3 separate regions of the Mus musculus genome follow, and regions 2 and 3 are each linked to region 1. A link is a contact called in public HiCAR-type and promoter capture Hi-C data. All regions are on one chromosome and are shown on one strand. The core of a region is the stretch at or near the end of the contact, and the rest is flanking DNA. Distances in the headings are between cores, read along the strand shown. Region 1 holds the start of Rgmb (repulsive guidance molecule family member B). Region 2 holds the start of Riok2 (RIO kinase 2). Region 3 has its middle 7.6 kb from the start of Gm51425.

The links. Promoter capture Hi-C pulls out the DNA fragments that hold promoters and counts their contacts. HiCAR-type assays count read pairs that join an accessible place to other places.
Region 2: a HiCAR-type map of astrocytes shows a contact between it and region 1, with 7 times the contacts expected there. The contact joins the promoter of Riok2 here to the promoter of Rgmb in region 1. A contact is called at or near these places in 13 of 39 promoter capture datasets (the 3T3-L1 cell line, 3T3-L1-derived adipocytes, cranial neural crest and 7 more), 7 of 484 Hi-C or Micro-C datasets (CD4 T cells, CD8 T cells, the MNK3 cell line and 3 more), 10 of 115 datasets of contacts at active chromatin or transcription factors (astrocytes, cardiomyocytes, differentiating embryonic stem cells and 6 more) and 2 of 9 other capture datasets (adipose tissue and liver).
Region 3: a promoter capture Hi-C map of embryonic stem cells shows a contact between it and region 1, with 7 times the contacts expected there. The contact joins the enhancer-like site here to the promoter of Rgmb in region 1. A contact is called at or near these places in 1 of 39 promoter capture datasets (embryonic stem cells), 4 of 115 datasets of contacts at active chromatin or transcription factors (embryonic stem cells, pancreatic cancer cells and stem cell-derived neural progenitor cells) and 2 of 9 other capture datasets (liver and pancreatic islet).

Annotation. Positions count from the first base shown.
Region 1 is chr17:15,828,933-15,833,762 of GRCm38.p6, forward strand. It overlaps Rgmb (repulsive guidance molecule family member B), which reads right to left and starts at 2,133. Exons shown (of 5, transcript NM_001372257.1): 1 at 1,689-2,133; 2 at 688-763. The coding sequence starts at 692. It also overlaps the pseudogene Gm3292.
Region 2 is chr17:17,372,283-17,377,112 of GRCm38.p6, forward strand. Riok2 (RIO kinase 2) reads left to right here and starts at 2,050. Exons shown (of 10, transcript NM_025934.2): 1 at 2,050-2,388. The coding sequence starts at 2,323. Gm36768 (predicted gene, 36768) reads right to left here and starts at 1,934. Exons shown (of 4, transcript NR_168690.1): 1 at 1,732-1,934; 2 at 892-952.
Region 3 is chr17:16,995,122-16,999,951 of GRCm38.p6, forward strand. No RefSeq gene overlaps it. Among named protein-coding and RNA genes, the nearest start is that of Gm51425, 7.6 kb to the right of the region's middle. Within about 2 kb of position 2,335, at least 11 of the 459 cell types and tissues checked have an H3K27ac peak or open chromatin away from gene starts, as enhancers often do. A contact at or near this core is called in embryonic stem cells, where this site is marked.

The sequences.
Region 1 (4,830 bases), core at 883-3,382:
GACATCGGGTTCATTGATACAGTCTGGGGTGAATCTGGATGTTAGTTAGCAAGATTTGAAATCAGCTTGGAAACCAAGAGCATGTTGAATGGCTGGTTATAGGGTGGCCACTCGTCAAAGCTCCCATGCATCAGGTTAAAGCAGAATTTGGGACGGGACAAAGAAAAACCCAGGGAGGAAGCTAGAACAAATGTGAGGATTATAAAAGTTTTACATTTTAATTAGGAAAAAAAGTGAGATGACTGGAAACTTGAGCAACCCCCAAATCCACCTTGTGTCTTGCCATCTGCATTCTTTCTCTCTTCCCCTTTGTTTTCGAGGAGTGGTGAGAACAGAACAGTGCATCTAAGAGACCCAGCAAAGCATACTACACCATGGGCATGCAATTGGGTAATTAAAACGGATGCCAGAAACGTTAATAGATTCTAAACATGATGCAGTTTCATTTCCCAAATCCTTACATAGTGTCTTAACTGTTCCCCAGGTACTGTATCTCCAAACCCAGAAACCTAACATGAGGGTCTCTGCTTAACAGCTCACCCAGGACAGAGAAGTCTGCAATAAGCTATTTGTGTAACCCATTCCGGAGTAAGGGCTCCCCTGCTGCTCGTTGCTCCACAGTGTTTGAAAATAAGGGGCTGGAATAGCCCAGAGTCCAGCAGCATGTAGCGCCTGGCTTGTACTTACATCATTGTTAACCCTTCTGCACCTGGAAGGGGCTCAGCGGGATCAGGATGCCCCCGAGCTCCGGAACACGCAGGACCTAGGTGTAAGAGAAGAGCCCCAGGGCTCCGTGTGAGCGCTGAGCCCCTGGAGAAAGAGAGAGAGACCACGGAGAGTGCAAGGGGTTGCATCCCCGGCCCCTTGATCCCTAACAGACTCCAGTAGGGCTCGCTTCTGGCTCTCAGGGCTAGAAGCGGCAGGTGCAAAAAGCATTTGGGAGCCGCTTGCCAGTGCTTGGAGGTAATGTGCTTCCTGTCCATTTATCTCAGGAAACCAGCACAGCCTTCCCTTCGAAACAAAATTAACCTCTCATTAGCCAGCCACTCACTCCCAAGAAGGCCTTAAAAGCTTTACCCTCTCACTAATGTATTTAGGCTTTTCTTCCAGGCAAACGAAGCCGAGGCTGTACTAACATCAGCCCCAGGGGTTCCTATGGGCTCCCTCAGGAGCCAGCCAGCCTTTCACCAGTCTAGTTTGGGAAATTGGCCAACACAGGATCCCAGTTTGTAGAAGCAGTCCGACCCAACACCCCTGAACGAACTTCACACCACCCCCGCCCCCACGATAAGTTTGTCTCTGTTTTCTTGGGCTCCTCTCACATTAAAGCTTCAGCTCCATTACCCCCGAGGAATGGGGAAGGGAATGGGGAAACTTCAGTGGCCAGCTGTTCCCAGGTCATAGGAGGCGACTGTCCCTTAGGGGAAGCGTCTACGGAAAGCTGGGGGTTGGGGAGCAGCCTTCCTTAGACTCTAGTCGGTTCCAGGCATTGCAAATTAAACGTGGCCAGGAGCTTTTGGAACGCCAGGGCTTTCTCACCCTGGACCCCACAGCCCGGAGCCTGGCAGATTTATACCACACAGGTGGACCAAGACCTAAACAAAACAGTCCCGGCCGCTGCCTGCTATTCGCCCCCCCCCCACCGTCCTCCGGGCCCACCGCAAACTTCAACAAAATAAACAACTCACCACAGGCATTCCCTTGTCTGCAGCGCGACGCTTGCCAGCTGGGAAAATAAGCCGCAAGCCACGCGGCCGGGGCGCAGGAGGGAGGCCACGCCGCGCCCGCCACTCTGCCCCAGGTGGGCGGCAGGCGGGCGGCTCCACCCGGGGGCCGCTCTCCAGATGCCGGTTCCCGAGTGAGCTCCGGGGCAGTGCTTGCACCCTGCCAGCCAGCGGGGCCTCTCTGTCACCTAGGCGGAGAGGGCGGGGAGACAGGTCCCTCTCCCCAACTTCCTCCAAACTGTTCTCTTCCCACCCCTGCCCCACGGCCACAGAGGCAGACAACCTCTGCAGCGCCGGTCCCCAGTCCACCGCTCTACCCTACTGTCCTGCTGGAGACCCGACGGCAGGGAGCGTGGTACGCCTCTCCCCGTTTCCAGGTCCTGCTCTCTCCTCTCCCGCGGTCCTACACACCGGCTTGCACAAAGGCGCCTTTCACGCCGCCAGCGCCGCCCTCTGCGCCGCCCTCCGGGCCCGCAGCGCTGCCTTTACCCACCCGGCTCATCACGGTCCTGCTGCGGGCTCTGCCTGTTGTCAGCCGGACGCGTGCGGTGTTCGCACTCCGCGCCGCCACGACGGCAACAGACCCCCCTCCCCTCGATTTTTCTCCTCGCTTTTTATAGCTGTCCATCAGTGCCCTCAAAAGCACGTCCCTCCAACTATCCTCTAGGGTCTTCCTACTGCGTGTAACTGTGAAGGAGGTGACAGGGATGGTCCTCTGGACGTGTGCGAGCACAAGAGGGTTATCGTTCCTGTCCACCTGAGGTGCCAATATGACTTGGCTTCACGTCGAGAGAAAGGGTAGAAAGAAACCCCTTAGACCCAAATGAGAAAGTGTATTGTAAAAGAACTGGCTCAGGAAATGTTTCAGGACGACGTCCTTTGCATCCCGTGGAAGGAGATGGGGGAGGGGAGATCGAGCTATGTTCTCCAGGGTGATTCTTTTTTTTTTTTTTTTAATAATACAAAGTAAATTATGATTTTATTGTGAAATTCTCATAGATGGAAAATTAAATTGAATATTTATTCTGTCCATTTTTCAATTTACAATAATCTTACCACTTATTTTTGTACCATGTATTTCAATTGTCTGTTTAGTGAAAAATAAACCTGTAATTTCTGGCTTATTTTTAGTTTAATATTTTATCATTAAAGACCTCCAGGGTGATTCTTGAGCTTCATAGATAGTTAGCGGCAGCTCACTCATTCTAGAACAAGAGTGCGGTTTTGTTTTGTTTTCTTTAGTTAAGACAAAACTCTAAGCATCTGGGCTCAGGTAGTTAGTTAATCCTTATCCTCCCCAGATCGCCTTCTCTCCACTAACCTTTACCTGCAGTTTCTCCATCTAACGGTAGGGGCAGCATAGGGTAGTATAAAAAAGGGCGGGACTTCGAGGGTTTAACTTCTGAACCTTGGGTTCACTATCAAGAAAAATGTGGAAGGTTGAGGACTCAGAACTCCCAGGTTCAGAAATTCAATAACAAAAGACCCCTCGTCATATTCCCTGTCTGGATTTTTGCATTTCATTTTCCGTTATCTTCTCTAAATACCAATCAAATTGGGGAGAAAACCAAACCAAACCAAACCAAACCAAACCAAACAAAAATACCTTGAGTCCGTTTAAGGTGTCTGTAAGATACACTGGAACCTGCTCTATTTGGTATTGAGAACAACAACAACAACAACAACAACAACAACAACAACAAAAGGTGGCGGTGGTGGTGTTGGGCTCAGTTAGTGGTCCTACAGAAACAGGAATTTTAATGTCCCCACTTGTTTTGCCTTTGAAAAGCCACTTGAGCAATCAGCCCAGCAGAGCTTTAATTTAGAAACTAAAGCCTAGTCTCCTGTGTTTTTCCTTCTCCTTCTACCAACACAAAGACAAGCTGCTGCATAGCATAATGTTGAAAACGAGTTCAAAGGAAATCCAGAGAGTCAGCTCAGAAGGCGACTTCTGATGCAGCCCAGTTCTTCACTCCTCTGCACAGCTAGCTAGACTTCACATAAACACAGACACAAATCATCACAATCCCCTTTTCCATAATACTGGCCGATGCAAAAATGGATGCCAATTGTTATGCAAATCGCCTCAGCTTGTATTTATTTAAATGATACATTTAACTTTTCCACAGTCTCGTTTTTTTTTTTTTTTTTTGTCCCACTTTGAAAGCTTGGGCTTTAGTCCCCTCTGTGGTCATCTGTGCCTTATTTCCTTGTAGAGTTTTTGAAATTAATGCACAAAAAGGCTGAAATTTCATGACGTGCTAGTCTGTCTGTCTTTCTTTCTTTCTTTTCTTAGATCATCTGAATTTTCTAATCCTTCTTTACAGGTTACCTAGACCATTTTTGATTAAGAAAACTGTAGAAAGTTGGTAACTGTCACACACAGATGCCGGTTGGTGGCACATGTCAGTTTTCCAGATTTGTGCTTTGTGGGGTATCTGAATACACTGCACCAGGTTATGGTAGATTTTAGTCCACAGGTCGATTTTCCCCCATTTTTTTTAAAAATGTAAACCCTAAAGTATTCTTACAGAATTTTCTACGGTACTTAGAGAATTCTTCAGCTAGGTCAGCCCAGAGTGGGTACGGAGGCTGGGGCTGTTCACCAGTGCTGCCAGGGGCTGAATTGCTTGGCCAGTCTTGGTGGCTAGGTTCCAGTTTTCAGCAGTAATTACCTGCAGACAGATCTGCCCCTTTTCATCAATGTCAGGGTGGTAGATCTTTGTTTTAAATGTGATGTTGGGTGGTTTGAGTGGATACTTTGCTGGAAAGTTTATTTCAGTTCTGAAGGCATCATATGGAGGGCCGTCAGGAACAATAAGCCCTTGTCAAGTCAGTCAATTACGTTTGTCAACCTGGGTGTTAGGGAAGATTTCATCCCACATTTTCAGGTCTCTTCACACTCCTTCATCAGCCTCCTGCTGGCTGCCATCTATGAAGTGCTGCTTAGAAACTATACATCTCATCTCCTGTTTAAACAAAACCTAAAACCATGCCTAGCTTTTACTAGCAATATACACTTTTTAAAATAGAACTAGTAAGGAGAATTTCCTTGAGTTCAAATTTATGGGGAAGAGACATGACAGCTTATAATGCAAGTATATAT
Region 2 (4,830 bases), core at 800-3,299, 1.5 Mb after region 1:
ACCACAAGATGGCTCACAACCATCTGTCCAGCTACAGTTTACTCATATACATAAAATAAATAAATCTTAAAGAGAAAGGGAGGGGAGGGGAGGGGAGGGGAGGGGAGGGGAGTGGAGAGAGATTTGCCTGTCTTTGCCTCTCAAGTTCTGGGATTAAAGGCACATGCCACCACAACCCAGCTAAAAGGTTTTTCATAGGTAACTGTCTAAGGGAGTTGCAATAAGAACAAACAGACATGACTACAAACTGACTCAAAGAGATGACATAGATTGTTAAATACATTGAATTCCAGACTTTAAAAAAAAAATGAGAACTTTAGGCACTCAGGGTCCTTTATGAGAAGCAACATGTGTCTGTATGAGTTTGACTACAGTGGAGAAGTCTGGGAAAGGGAAATTCAACATTCTTAGTCCTTGGCTTTTCTGTTACATCCAGTGGTTTTTTACACATCTCCTTCCCATAAGTTCAAGTTTTAGGACTTGGGATTAAGTTTCCCCAGAGCCTAGAAAAAAAAAAGTGGTATCTATATTTGATAAATGGTGAATGGATGAAGAATAGGCTAAGTCAGCTGTGGGTCCAGACCCCTTTGGGAACCCCGTCTCCAAAAAAGTATTTGCATTACATTAAGAATTGTAACAGTAGCAAATTACAGTTATGAAGTAGCAATAAAAAACAATTCTATTGTTGGCAATCACCACAAAATAAACTGTATTAAAGGACCGCTGTACTAGGATGGTTGGGAACCACTGGCTTAAGTCACACTAAGTATGGTGAGAAAGGAAGATTGAATTTAAATCCTTTACTCATAAATGACTTGATTACTAAAAAAACAAACAAACAAACAAAAAACCCACAATATTGAAAAGATGAGAAATCTGGACTGTGATTACCCCAATATTCCAGAACTTGGATCCAAACCCACTCAATTAGTGGTGGCTCTGTGGAGCAATGCTGAAAGGAGACAGAAAGACAGATAATCAAAGCTTCAAACTTTTTGTTTTCACATGTTCTAATGTTAATGTAGAAAGAAAAATTCCATTGTGTACAACGGTCTTAATTAGTTAAGTCCTAATTAGATATGCCTAGAATCCTGTATTCAAGCATACAAGACCCCAAAGACAGGAACATAGAGATGAAAAAGGATTGATCTTTTGTTTCGATTTGATGATTTTAGATTACCAACTACTTTAGCTGGACCGATACGGACACTACAGCCTGCTGTCTGCCCCTATGCTTTATGAAAGAGCTTACTCCAGGAAGATACTCAGCACCACTCTCCAAAAGGAGGAAATGAATACATTGTTTCTTGGAAACTGGAAGGAGTGGAGTATGGAAGGAACACGAAGGTATCTTAATCTGAGTCCTTAAAGTTTGCACATACCTCAAAAAAAAAAAAAAAAAAGTTACACACCAGTCGTTGGCAATCTCTCAAGTATAAAGCAGATCATAACACTGGACACTTATAGCGCCCAAGCTTAACCTAAGAGCTGACCAGAGAAGATCTGCAGCTTAAAGGACTGAAATATAGATAATTCGTGAAATGAGAAACACAGGTACTGAATATCACATGAGTCACACTTGTTACTATGCTGCTGCTGTCGGGATGAAGGTACGGTAATAAAAGTCTTTGTCTTGGGTACATTGTCTTGTTAAGCCTCCCAAATGCTCCTGGACCCAAGAAACATTGAGGTGCGCGCTTTCTTTGGAAGCGAGCACTGGATAGTACGTACAGAAGCTCCTCCTAACCCGTCCTGGGATCAGCGTCCCAGGCCAGCGGGGCAGCTCCTAACCCGGCCCTCCTCCGCCGGACAGGGGTGGGGCTGCCGAGAGACAGCGCGTGCGGCTCTGTGGCCACCCTTTCAGTGGTTTTGCTGGCCTCCGGTCTCGCTTACTCATTTCCCTCCCTGACTTTACAGTGCACAGTTGCTGCACTAAAAGTGGGCGTGGCTCGGAACGAATAAAACACGCCCCTCTCGTGACGTAAGCACTGTTGCATGCGGAAGTCCGGCCTTAATTCCAATCAGGTCCTAGCAGCTCTGAAAAGTAACGTGGCATACTATGTAAAACATTTGCAACTTGCCAAATCAGTCAAACGTAAATTATTTATTTAGGGGCTGAAAAATCACTTCTGCCTGATTTTTAGCTACAAAAACGAGAAAAAAATAGCATTTTTCTACTGCTTCTTGAGCACGTGTTCTTACCTAGCGATAAGCACCTTAAATACAGGGCGCGTGCGCGGGCAGGTCGCCGCCGAAAGCCTGCGAGATTACCCAGCAACTTTGCGTCTTCCCAGAGAGCGTCCGTGGTGGAACTGGGCAAGCATGGGGAAGGTGAATGTAGCCAAGCTTAGGTACATGAGCCGCGATGACTTCAGAGTTCTGACTGCGGTAAGGAGTACACCTTTCTTGCTTATCCATTCGGTGACGTCCTCCTCCTGCTATTCTAAGGTCGCTGGGAGCTGAGTGAGGGCTCTCTGATTTGTGGATTGTTTGCCGAGGCTGGGATCTGGGTAAAGGGCACCAAGGTCTGATTTTCATGAAGCTTTGTGAAAAAAAGAACTATCTTTTACTAAACATGGTTCTTCCTTTCAGCTTCTTTTGCTGCAGATGTGCTTACGTCTCTGTGGCCCGGGAAATTTCATTGATCTTTGGCTTCCAAACTAGGGGAGGGTGGGAGTTAAGTCCTCTAATAGACTCAGACACTTAATGTTAAAAAAAAAAAGTCAGCTTTCTCTATCAAATATAACAGCAGAGTGCAAAACAAAGGAGGAAAGGAGATGCCTCTTAGTCGACCAGCAAATCAATATGTTAACAATGTAGTCAGATAGTAAGTACCGTGAAGGTAACAAAGGATAAAGAAATAGAAAGTAGCCACGTGTTGGAAGGATACTGTCTTTGAGTTTTACAGTGATGGAGACAGAATCCAAGAATCTTGTCTTTACTGTTAATCGAACTACAAAGTTTGTCCCCACCCCCCGAACCAATGAATCTTAACTGCCGGAGAAAAAAGTGTCCTTGGAGAGAGTTGTAGAAGAGGTGTCCTTGGAGAGAGTTAGAGGCAAATTAGAGCAAAAACTCAGAGATGGGAGGGAGAGTCTTCATAGAAGAGAAAGGTTCGATATAATGGTTGGGGACATACATGGAAAATGAGAACCAAACCATATAAGCCCTTGCAGGCCTAGTAAACGATGTGTGTGTAAGCCCGTGATTTATTTTTATTTATTTTTTAATTCATTTATTTATTTATTTATTTTGGTTTTTCAAGACAGGGTTTCTCTGGGTGTCCCTGGCTATCCTGAAACTCACTCTGTAGACAGACTGGCCTCAAACTCAGAAATCTGCCTGCCTCTGCCTCCCAAGTGCTGGGATTAAAGGCGTGCGACACCACTGCCTGACCTGTGAATGTTTTAATTAGGAAGATGACAAAATCTGATTCTGTAGTTTTAGTGTTGTGGCACAGAAATCAGGACAGTTATGTAAGGTTAGAATGAGTCAGGCTTTGTTTAGGAGTTGCTGACTTTTGGTAAGGGCTGTGTTGCATAATAGGATATGAAATGTGAGTTGCCTGGTTCATGTATTATTTTAAGCCTTTGTAGCCAAGTTAAGTAGGTAACGTTTACAAATTCATCAAATGCAAGGTCCACATGAACTTTGGCATGTGCTTCCTTTTTCCTATAGCTTCCTTAATTAACCTGGCTTTTTCTTTAAGTAATGGCTTTCCTTCTCAGCACATTCATTCATTTCTCAGTGTCTTGACAAAAATAGGGTAGTCGATAAGTGTATTGGAGGATTGGGGAAGCAAGGAAAGGAGATAAGAACGAGCTAAAACTTTCAAAGGCGCAGTTATGGTGGGACACCAGAGTAAAGATTTTTCTTCCAGAATTTCTAAGATCCTAAAGACTCACCTAGGCAGCAGACTTAACATTCTGGACTCAATGGATGCCACCAGTGCTGTCTTCCCTGGCTGCTCCCTGTAGGAACTTCTTTGCCATTTCTTTGCCAGTTACCATTTCTTGACTTGTTGCATGTTTAATGTTCACCACCACCCCCCACACACTCTCCCCAGTTTTTCACATCCCCATCTCATTAATATTTTTAATAATCCTTTTTCTTCAGTTCAGAATTTTGACTCTTCATTTCTTTTACCCTTTTACATTGTTGTCTGGATCTCCCCTACTACTTCCTGAAGATCTTTAATTCAATGGAGAACAGTCTAGAAAGACATGAACCCAGGCCTCCACACAGTGCACACACATGGAAAACATACCACATATGAAGGGGCAAAAGAATCTTAATGCCCTCCTTTCATTACCACCACCAGCTGGCCCTTGCTGCTTCCTATTTTCATCATAGCTAAGGCACTATATTAATTCTCTAGTACAGTCCTTCCAGTTTTTGTATGTTCCTACTAGATTGATGTCCTAAATATAACCTCCCTCTCTCTCCCTGTCCCTCTCCTGTAGCTCTGACTGTCCTGGAACTCTCTCTGTAGACTAGTCCGGCTTTGAACTCAGAGATCCAACTGCCTCCACCTCCAGAGTGCTGTAATTAAAGGCGTGTGCCACTATACCTGTCTCTCTTTCCATTATCTCTTTTGACAGTGCATCTTTAAGAGTTTCCCAGTTTTCTCAGTATAAGACTGTTACCCTTTTGTTTCTTAGGCTGAAGTGTTTTTTGGCCTTAATTGCAGGGGCCATAACGTGTTGACTGCTTCTATGTCAGTTGTCCCTTGTGTTTGGTAGATACCATTTCTAAAACTCTCCTTCCAACAGTACTTTGTGTCCATTCATTGTACTCATTCTCCGATGTCACCCCCCCCCTTTTGAAAGT
Region 3 (4,830 bases), core at 1,085-3,584, 1.2 Mb after region 1:
TGTAGGACAGGATAAAAGAAGCTGGAAAAAGGACATGGTCAGGTATGGGAGAGACAGGAGAGAAGCCCAGATGGCTAGCAATATGAAAGGAAGCATGCATCTGATGGGTGAGGGAAAAAGGAACACTTAGAAAGTTACAGAGACCTGGCATGGGCTAGGCTCTCAGGACTCAATATGGGTAACCTTAGCTGAAATAGTGGGAATATGGAAATAAAAGAGACCACCACTAGTCCCGGTTGGTAGGTAGAGGGAAGGAACTGGGTGGGAGAAGAGACAACAGGAGGACAATGGGAGGGTTCAGGATCAGGTGTGGGGAGGGAGAGGACAGATAGCCAGATGGCCATGAGAATGTATGGAAATCTGTAACTGAAGGAGGTGGGGAGGTGGCAAACATCTCGATCTACCTTCTGCAATGGAGCATCAAGTTCCCTATGTGCCAAGCCTGGCTTGGCTCTGCTGGGACAGAGTGAAATATTGCTTGCCCCTAGAACAGGGCCCTGATGTGTGCTTCCTAGAGAGTTCAGGAAAGCTGTGGCCAAGATGCTTACTTGCATAATAATGTAAATATTTCACATTCCTCTGAGGAAACTCCTCCCTGTTAAGATTAATGACTCTACATTAATTAAAAGTTGAAATCCAGGAGTTAAGGGTGTGGCTACCTCTCAGCAAAATGGTAAACACTAGAACCTCAGACAAGCACTTAAGGGAAAGAGTTCTAAATACATGAGTTTGAAAATGTATAATTTTTCAAACACACAAAAATAATGATTCAGTTCGAATTATATGAGGATCTTCATGAATCTGAAGGAACAAAAGCAGCTGCACTGTGAACCAACATGTCAGAAAATTACGAAGGAAGGAGGTAAAGAGATTTAGGGAGTGGTAATTGAAGGAGATTTCACCCAGGTTTTTGCTTGTTTGTTTACTTGTTTGTTTGTCTGTTTAAGCTGACAAAGACGAATAAATTCCTGAGTTCAGGATCAGCCAAAGACAGATCAAGGTTTCCCTAAGACCTGGTGAAAATAGTAGTTTCAGAGCAGAGTCCTGCTCAACTAGCCTATCATCCGTGCTTAACAAAGACAGAGAGATCTTTGAGTTATTTTGGAATTTTAAGAAAAAGAATATGCCTCCTAAATTCTAAGAATCCAAGCATTGGGGTCATGGGATGCTGATTCATGAACTAATCAAAGGGAAAAACTGGACTAAATGACTGGATTGATAGTAAAATAAAAGACTGCACCTGTCTTCTCCTTGAGAAGATCCATGCAGAAAAATTTTAGGACAAATAGAACTGCTTGGAGAATGAACACACACACACACACACCACACACACACACACACACACACACACACACACACAGAGGGGGGGGCAAGCAGGAATGCAGGACTTTGACAGAGACATCTCTAAGAATGGCAAGCAAGCAGAATATAGACAGAGAAATCTCCAGAGAGGAAACACAACAGAAAGCAGACTGGAAAAGCTGTATCAAGCAGAACACAGGTCAACAGCTTGGAATCACCATTTTTCTGATCCAGACACTACTTCTTTTTCTCTCAGAACCTCTCTCTAAGCCAATCCTGTTCTTTGTCACCTATAAACACATACCCAAATACTGGTAACATATTCCATGTTTCCCAGAAGAGATTCTGGGCTCTTTGAGACACATGAATAACACCCTGTCACCCACACTATCCCCAATTATACACTCATTGCCACTGCAAATTTACCTCTTCAAACCCTGCAAGGCTTTCCTCAAGTTTTGCCCATCTTTCTATCCCAAAGAGGCAGCCTGAAAAGTATGAAAACACATATATTTTTCCAATTCCAGAGCAGTCAAGTTCAGTGGTTTTGCAGTATCCTTGCTTATACTCATGATACATTATTCCCAATTAATACATTTTACATAAAGCAATGTTACTATTACTAAGGTTTCTTTTAAATTGATCAGGAAATATAGACTTCGAGGATTATTTTGTATTCCTGAAGTACTTAAAAAATCTCTATTGGCCCCTTCCGGTCTGAGCAGCACCGGGGTAGCTAGGGCCCAGCTACCCACAACACCCGCCAAGCGATCTTAAGACTTCTGGTGAGTGGAACACAGCATCTGCTCCAATCCAATCGCGCGGGACTTGAGACTGCATTAGTCAGGGAAGCAAAAACCCGGTCTGAGTAGGGGCACAAGCCCCTTACAATCCGAGCAGTACCGGGGTAGCTAGGGCGCACAGTCGGCTAACTACCACCAGATACCCAAAACACCAGCCACTCGATCTTAAGAATTCTGAGGATTGGGATCTGCCCGGCCCTGGAGCTCTTTGCCTGAGCATCAGCAGCAGACATCTTGGTTCCGGGATCCGGCCGAGTGTATCCTGTACAGGCAGGTGACCATTTTCCCGGGCAGAGGATAGGGACCTGCCCGGCGCCGGAGCGTTTTGCCTGTGCATTGGCAGCAGACATCTTAGTTCCGTGACCCTGCTGAGTGTACCCTGCACAGACATCTTGGTTCCAGGACCCCGCCGAGTGTATCCTGCACAGCTCCAAAGAATACCAGATGGCGAAAGGCAAACGTAAGAATCCTACTAACAGAAATCAAGACCACTCACCATCATCAGAACACAGCACTCCCACGCCACCTAGTCCTGGGCACCCCAACACAACCTAAAAGCTAGACCCAGATTTAAAAGCATATCTCATGATGATGGTAGAGGACATCAACAAGAGCATTAATAACTCACTTAAAGACATACAGGAGAACACTGCTAAAGAGTTACAAGTCCTTAAAGAAAAGCAGGAAAACACAACCAAACAGGTAGAAGTCCTTATAGAAAAACAGGAAAACACATCTAAACAGGTGATGGAAATGAACAAAACCATACTAGACCTAAAAAGGGAAGTAGGCACAATAAAGAAAACCCAAAGTGAGGCAACGCTGGAGATAGAAACCCTAGGAAAGAAATCTGCAACCATAGACTCGAGCATCAGCAACAGAATACAAGAGATGGAAGAGAGAATCTCAGGTGCAAAAGATTCCATAGAGAACATCAGCACAACAATCAAAGATAATACAAAACGCAAAAAGATCCTAACTCAAAACATCCAGGAAATCCAGGACACAATGAGAATACCGAACCTACGGATAATAGGAGTTGATGAGAATGAAGATTTTCAACTTAAAGGGCCAGCAAATATATTCAACAAAATTATAGAAGAAAACTTCCCAAACCTAAAGAATGACATGCCCATGAACATACAAGAAGCCTACAGAACTCTAAATAGACTGGACCAGAAAAGAAATTCCTCCCGACACATAATAATCAGAACATCAAATGCACTAAATAAAGAGAGAATATTAAAAGCAGTAAGGGAGAAAGGTCAAGTAACATATAAAGGCAGACCTATCAGAATTACACCAGACTTTTCACCAGAGACTATGAAAGCCAGAAGAGCCTGGACAGATGTTATACAGACACTAAGAGAACACAAATGCCAGCCCAGGCTACTATACCCGGCCAAATTCTCAATTACCATAGATGGAGAAACCAAAGTATTCCACGACAAAACCAAATTCACACATTATCTTTCAACGAATCCAGCCCTTCAAAGGATAATAACAGAAAAGAAGCAATACAAGGAAGGAAATCAAGCCCTAGAACAATCAAGAAAGTAATCCCTCAACAAACCAAAAAGAAGACAGCCACAAGAACAGAATGCCAACTCTAACAACAAAAATAAAAGGAAGCAACAATTACTTTTCCTTAATATCTCTTAATATCAATGGACTCAATTCCCCAATAAAAAGACATAGACTAACAGACTGGCTACACAAACAGGACCCAACATTCTGCTGCTTACAGGAAACCCATCTCAGGGAAAAAGGCAGACACTACCTCAGAGTGAAAGGCTGGAAAACAATTTTCCAAGCAAATGGACTGAAGAAACAAGCTGGAGTAGCCATTTTAATATCGGATAAAATCGACTTCCAACCCAAAGTTATCAAAAAAGACAAGGAGGGACACTTCATACTCATCAAAGGTAAAATCCTCCAAGAGGAACTCTCAGTTCTGAATATCTACGCACCAAATGCAAGGGCAGCCACATTCATTAAAGACACTTTAGTAAAGCTCAAAGCACACATTGCACCTCACACAATAATAGTGGGAGACTTCAACACACCACTTTCATCAATGGATGATCGTGGAAACAGAAACTAAACAGGGACACAGTGAAACTAACAGAAGTTATGAAACAAAAGGATCTGACAGATATCTACAGAACATTTTATCCTAAAACAAAAGGATATACCTTCTTCTCAGCACCTCACGGGACCTTCTCCAAAATTGACCATATAATTGGCCACAAAACAGGCCTCAACAGATACAAAAATATTGAAATTGTCCCATGTATCCTATCAGACCACCATGGCCTAAGGCTGATCTTCAATAACAATATAAATAATGGAAAGCCAACATTCACGTGGAAACTGAACAACACTCTTCTCAATGATACCTTGGTCAAGGAAGGAATAAAGAAAGAAATTAAAGACTTTTTAGAGTTTAATGAAAATGAAGCCACAACATACCCAAACCTATGGGACACAATGAAAGCATTTCTAAGAGGGAAACTCATAGCTCTGAGTGCCTCCAAGAAGAAACGGGAGAGAGCACATACTAGCAGCTTGACAACACATCTAAAAGCTCTCGAAAAAAAGGAAGCAAATTCACCCAAGAGGAGTAGACGGCAGGAAATAATCAAACTCAGGGGTGAAATCTACCAAGTGGAAACAAGAAGAACTATTCAAAGAATTAACCAAACGAGGAGTTGGTTCTTTGAGA